Linked DNA regions of Sus scrofa: region 1 is linked to region 2. A link is a contact called in public HiChIP or PLAC-seq data. All regions are on one chromosome and are shown on one strand. The core of a region is the stretch at or near the end of the contact, and the rest is flanking DNA. Distances in the headings are between cores, read along the strand shown.

Region 1 (2,700 bases), core at 161-2,660, 130 kb after region 2:
ACAAAGTCACCTTTTTGGGCTGATGTGCCTTTTCTGTTCTCCTGATTGTGGTGGTAGTTACACAGATCTATTCATGTGTCAGAACTGCACACCCCCAAAAACCCATTTAACTGCATGTAAGTAATGAAAATCTGTAACAATGAAATCAAAACAAAAAGTCACAGAGTTCTGAGATACCAGCTTGTGTTTCTTTTTCAGGTGAAACTAGTGAATATTCGCAATGATGACATCACAGATGGCAACCCCAAGCTGACCCTGGGCCTGATCTGGACCATTATTTTGCACTTCCAGGTAGGGCCTGCGCAGTTTGGGGTCCCTGTTGCTTGGTTTGGACGTGGCCTGGAAAGAACTAGAGGCTGCTCTGCCTTCCTCCCGCACCCTGAGCCTTCCTTCTCTGTATTTGAATGTGATTGAGGGTCAGAGTGGGAGCTGGAAAGGAAGATTAGGATTGGCCTGGAGACAGAACTGTTGTGGTGTAAACCCAGAACTTCCTCATCATTTGCATGATGAAATGGGATTTTTTTTTTCCCTCAGTTGTTTGTACTTTGGCCCTGTCATTGGCAGTCTGGTTATTAGCAGTCTGCTCAACTGAGTCAAAACTGGCTCTTTAGGGACTCAGAATATAAGGGATGGGAAGAGATGTTGGTTTTGATGCTCTTGAAGAGTGGAGTGAAAGCTTATAATCCTGCTTTGATGTAGACTTTTCCTGGTCCCTAATGACCCTAAATAAGCCTCGTTAATTGTAGCACTGTCTTAGTCAGTTTGGGCTGCTGAAATGAAGCACCATAGGCTGGGCTGCTTAAACAACAACCATCCATTGCTCACAGTTCTGGAGACTGGAAGTCTGAGATCAGGGGGCCAGCATGATTGGCCTCTTGGTCAGGGCCATCTTCCTGCTGTGTCCTCACACGACCTTCCCTGGGGGTGGCACGCAGAGAAAGAGATCTTGTGTCTCTTCATCTTTTTATAAGGGCATTAATCCCATTATGGGGGCTCCACTCTCATGACCTCATCTAAAGCTAATTATCTCCCAAAGGCCCCACCTCCAGATACCATCCCATCAGGCTTAGGGCTCAATATGTGAATTTTGAGGGGACATGAACATTCAGTCTGTAGCAAGCACCTTGGTAGCTTGGTTTGTATGCAGCACTCATCATAGCCAAGAAGAATGGCATCTTGGTAGTGTTCACGTGGTCACAAAGCCTTCCTGTTGTTCCCCACTAAATAGGCAAATCCTTTTCAAGTCTGGATTACTACTGAATCACTTTAGCTAAACAAAACTACTTCTCAGACAGCTTTCCTGTACCCAACTGCTGTGCACAAGGCTGACGGATTAGAGGGAGCCCTTCTCGAGCAGGTGGGAAAAGAGGCTGTGGCTTCAGTGATGTCCTAGTTGGGGAGTCGTCGCCACCTGCTGGGTGACAGCGGAACAGCAGGTGTCCCAGGATTCTTGAGAATGTGAGCAATTCTGAGTGCTCAGGGTTTATTTCTCAGGGCTCTGGTTTGGAGCCAGTGTTGGCAATCTGCAGTGTAAGTAGGCTTAGGAAAGTGGAGGTAACGTGTATTGTTGTGGAACCACAGCGTGTCCTCAGGCATGCTTCAGATGTAGGGATATCCAGGAATGTGAATTTGGCAAATGTGCCTTAGCAGGGTAGGAACAAAAACTTTGTTGAGCCTTCATGAAGCTATCCCCTCAGCACCCTTATGAACTAAGGGGTTCTTAAAGAAACTTTTCTGGTTGTTTGTATTTTTGCCACAAACCTGCCCTCATTTTGGGAGACCAATGGTCTCCTTGTAGGTGTGAGGTCAGAGGAATCTGTCCACTGAGTCTGTTTCCCCTGACTACAACTATATCTCTCAACAAAGGGAAAGTCAGGGGCCACAGAGTGAAAACTGAGCTGGCTAATTAAAATTTTCCTGGGACAGGAGTTCCCATTGTGGCTCAGTGGAAGCAAATCCGACTAGGACTCATGAGGTTTCAGGTTTGATCCCTGGCCTTACTCAGTGGGTTAAGGATCTGGCGTTGCCATGAGCTGTGGTATAGGTTGCAGGCGTGGCTTGGATCTGGTGTGGCTGTGGCTGTGGCGTAGGCCGGCCGCTGTAGCTCTGATTAGACCCCTAGCCTGGGAATCTCCATGTGCTGAGGGTACAGCCCTAAAAAGCAAAAAATAGTAATAATAATAATAAAAAAAGACTCTTCATCTAAAGCAAACCATGATATTGTAACACTGTAAAAATCAGTAATTTCTGAGTTCCCACTGCAGCTCAGTGGTAAATAACCCAACTAGTATCCATGAGGGTGCAGGTTCGACCCTGGCTTCCCTCAGTGGGTTAAGGATCTGGCATTACTGTGAGCTGTGGTATAGGTTGCAGATATGGCTCGGATCTGGCATTGCTGTGGCTGTGGTGTAGGCCAGCAGCTGCAGCTCTGATTTAACCCCTAGCCTGGGAACTTCCATGTGCTGTGGGTGTGGCCCTTTAAAAAACAAAACAAAACAGTAATTTCTTAAAATCTTAAAATATCTGAGCAGTAGTAAGATGTCCCCCATTATCTCATTAAAAAAAAAAATAGCTTTTTTGAATCAGAATCCGAAGTCCACACATTGTGTTAGATTTCCCCTCCTCTTTTTCTCTCCTTACAGTTTGTTGAATAAATCAGGTCTTTTGTCCTATAAGGTTTATGTAAAGGTGCTGGTGGCA
Region 2 (2,700 bases), core at 118-2,617:
TGTTCTCACTAGGAGCCAGGGGTTATATGAAGCTAGTTAGGACTGATTTCTGTTTATCCTGTCACAGAAAAGGACTTAGGAGAGAAGGAGTCTGCATACTATTTAACATACAAAACCGGAGTTCCCGTCATGGCACAGTGGTTAACGAATCCAACTAGGAACCATGAGGTTGCGGGTTCGATCCCTGGCCTTGCTCAGTGGGTTAAGGATCCGGCGTTGCCGTGAGCTGTGGTGTAGGTTGCAGACGCGGCTCGGATCCCATGTTGCTGTGGCTCTGGCGTAGGCTGGCGGCCACAGCTCCGATTCAACCCCTAGCCTGGGAACCTCCATATGCCGCAGGAGCGGCCCAAAGAAATAGCAAAAAAAACAAAAACAAAAAAACAACAAAACCAGCGAGGCAGCAGGATGTAGTAGAAAAAGATGAGGCTTTGAATTTCTCCAGTTCTAGTTTTGCCACTTAACTTCTGCCGTGTGACCTTGTCTAACCTCTCATCTCTGGGTTTCTTACCTGTTAAAATAGGGATGATAATACTAACTCCTTACGGTTCATGAGAATGTAAACATAAGCTATTGGCATGTATTAGGCCATTAATGTTTAGAAAAATCTTAATGTGTATAATACTTTGTATTTAACAAAGCGCTTTCCTATTCATCATCTTATTTGATCTTCATAATATCCTGTAGGGAAAGTATTATACACATGGGTAAATTTAGACATAGAGACTTAAATTACTGTCCAAGAGCCAGAGGATCCAGACTTCTAGTTGAAGGCTTCATGTTGTATTACAGAAGGAAATTTAAAAATCAGAGCAATGGACTGGGTGAAATGAGGTAATTGTGAAAACGCTTTGGTTGTTAGTATCATCGTGTGTTAATATCAGTGTTTAGCCTCTGAACCACAGTCATACACCTTATGTGGCCTACATTTCCGAATCTCTGAACTGTGAAAACTTTCTTTTCCTCTTATTATGGGAGAGGTTTCATGGTATATAAATCACTTTGAAACTTTTATTCAAAAGCAATGTAGTGCAAAGCGATAAAGTTTTGTTAACACTGTGGTTGGAAAATATAGACTTAGGATTTGGTATTGTTTACCTAAGCGACACTCTGAAGCAACACTTGGTTAAATGTACACTCAGTTTTTAAGTTCCTTTTTAGAACACAAGCCATGAATTGGAGTGGATAGCTTCTAGACAGAACAATAGAGTAATTGCTACTTCTGGACATGGACACTATTAATTCAGAAAGTGAGTCAAGTCCGTCTGCTGGGAAATCACAAGCTTTGGCCACATTCATGCTGTTGAAATCATGAAACATGTGCATGTGCTAACAGTGCTTGTGAGAGCTACTGCTTGCTTGCTGCTGTCTTGGGCTTGCTTGGCAAGTGACATAATACATGCCAGGAAATGCATCAGCTGAGGCCTTATTGTCCTGGTACTTTGCAGTGTCAATTTCAGGTTGTAAAGACCATGGTAGAGAGAATACTTCAGCATGTACATCTGGGAACAGGATCAAAGTCACAGGTTAACAATTATGGGTTGCACAATGAGTTGGTAGTATTTTCTTAATGATCTTGAAAACACCCTGGCCCTCCTTTTACTAAATAAGGCTGGCCCTTTCAGCTTCTGGTAATTATATGTTGAGCCACATTGCAACTAGGTTGTGTGGTGTGCTAAAGCTCTTGCTTTTGCTGTTCGTGGTTTTGATCAGAGTTTAAGCCACAGTTCTTTTGCTTCTTCTAGGGGTGCTAACTGATTTCCTGGCCTGGAGGAGCCCTTTCAGGGCCATTGGCTTGATTTATAGTATTTAAAAATGTCTATTCCGACTTCGTTTGCTACTTCTAGTAAAATATTATTTTTCCTTCCAGAACTTCTTAGTTCCTGGAATAAATTACTCTGACTTTCTGATTCTTTGTCTCCAGCTTTCAGGACCTTCCATAATTTGACGTATTCTGCATACTTAACTATATCCACTGTGATTGCCCAGCGAGACTCTCGGCTTCATTTAGGCAGGTCTCGGTAATCCTGTCCCCTGGGTCCTCATACCTGCCTCTGTGTTCTCTCTAACAGTAATGGCAGTTGCTCCCTTTCTCTCTGATTATTCAAATCTCATCTCTTTTTTCCTTTTAAAGCTAAGCTGAGACCTGTGTCCTCATGCATCTTTCTCCCTTTCCTCTGGCAGACATTGATCTCTCCCTTCACAGGTCTCTTACCATGTCTGCCTCATAATTTGCTTTTTAACTGTATACGTTTTGTGTTATTCTTGCATCGCTTCACATCTCTTTGAATTGTTTTCCTGATGAGGTTTTATACTTTTACAGCGTTAAGGACTTTTTATGCTTCTTTTGCATGTGGTCATTTGGCAGGGAATTTCTCTCAAGAGAAAGTGCAATCATAGCAGCACTTTTAAGTCATTTAGAAATAGTTTTCCTTTTTTTTTTTTCTGCCCCTTCCAATACTTTCAGCGTATAGAAGTTTCCGGGCCAGGGCTTGAACCCTCCCTGCAGCAGTGACAACTTAACCCACTGTGCCACCAGGGAAACATCCTAAAATAATTTTTTTTATATTATAAAAGTAATATTTGTTTAATGTAGAAAATTGTAACAAATACACAACAGTGTAGAGAGCTTTAGATAATATGCCTTCTCTGTGTGTGTGTGTGTGTGTGTGTGTATGTGTATGTAGGGGAGAGTGGAGAGAC

What was found. HiChIP or PLAC-seq counts read pairs in DNA pulled down with a chosen protein or histone mark.
Region 1: an H3K27ac HiChIP or PLAC-seq map of alveolar macrophages shows a contact between it and region 2, with 4 times the contacts expected there. The contact joins two enhancer-like sites. A contact is called at or near these places in 2 of 5 promoter capture datasets (fetal liver and liver), 27 of 47 Hi-C or Micro-C datasets (adipose tissue, alveolar macrophages, blood and 17 more) and 2 of 2 datasets of contacts at active chromatin or transcription factors (alveolar macrophages and skeletal muscle).

Annotation. Positions count from the first base shown.
Region 1 is chr6:95,113,806-95,116,505 of Sscrofa11.1, forward strand. It overlaps MACF1 (microtubule-actin cross-linking factor 1), which reads left to right. Exons shown (of 96, transcript XM_021095983.1): 6 at 199-291. Among named protein-coding and RNA genes, the nearest start is that of KIAA0754, 130 kb to the right of the region's middle. Within about 2 kb of position 1,411, at least 12 of the 83 cell types and tissues checked have an H3K27ac peak or open chromatin away from gene starts, as enhancers often do. A contact at or near this core is called in alveolar macrophages, where this site is marked.
Region 2 is chr6:94,983,579-94,986,278 of Sscrofa11.1, forward strand. All of the region lies in intron 2 of MACF1 (microtubule-actin cross-linking factor 1), which reads left to right. Among named protein-coding and RNA genes, the nearest start is that of MACF1, 25 kb to the left of the region's middle. Within about 2 kb of position 1,368, at least 11 of the 83 cell types and tissues checked have an H3K27ac peak or open chromatin away from gene starts, as enhancers often do. A contact at or near this core is called in alveolar macrophages, where this site is marked.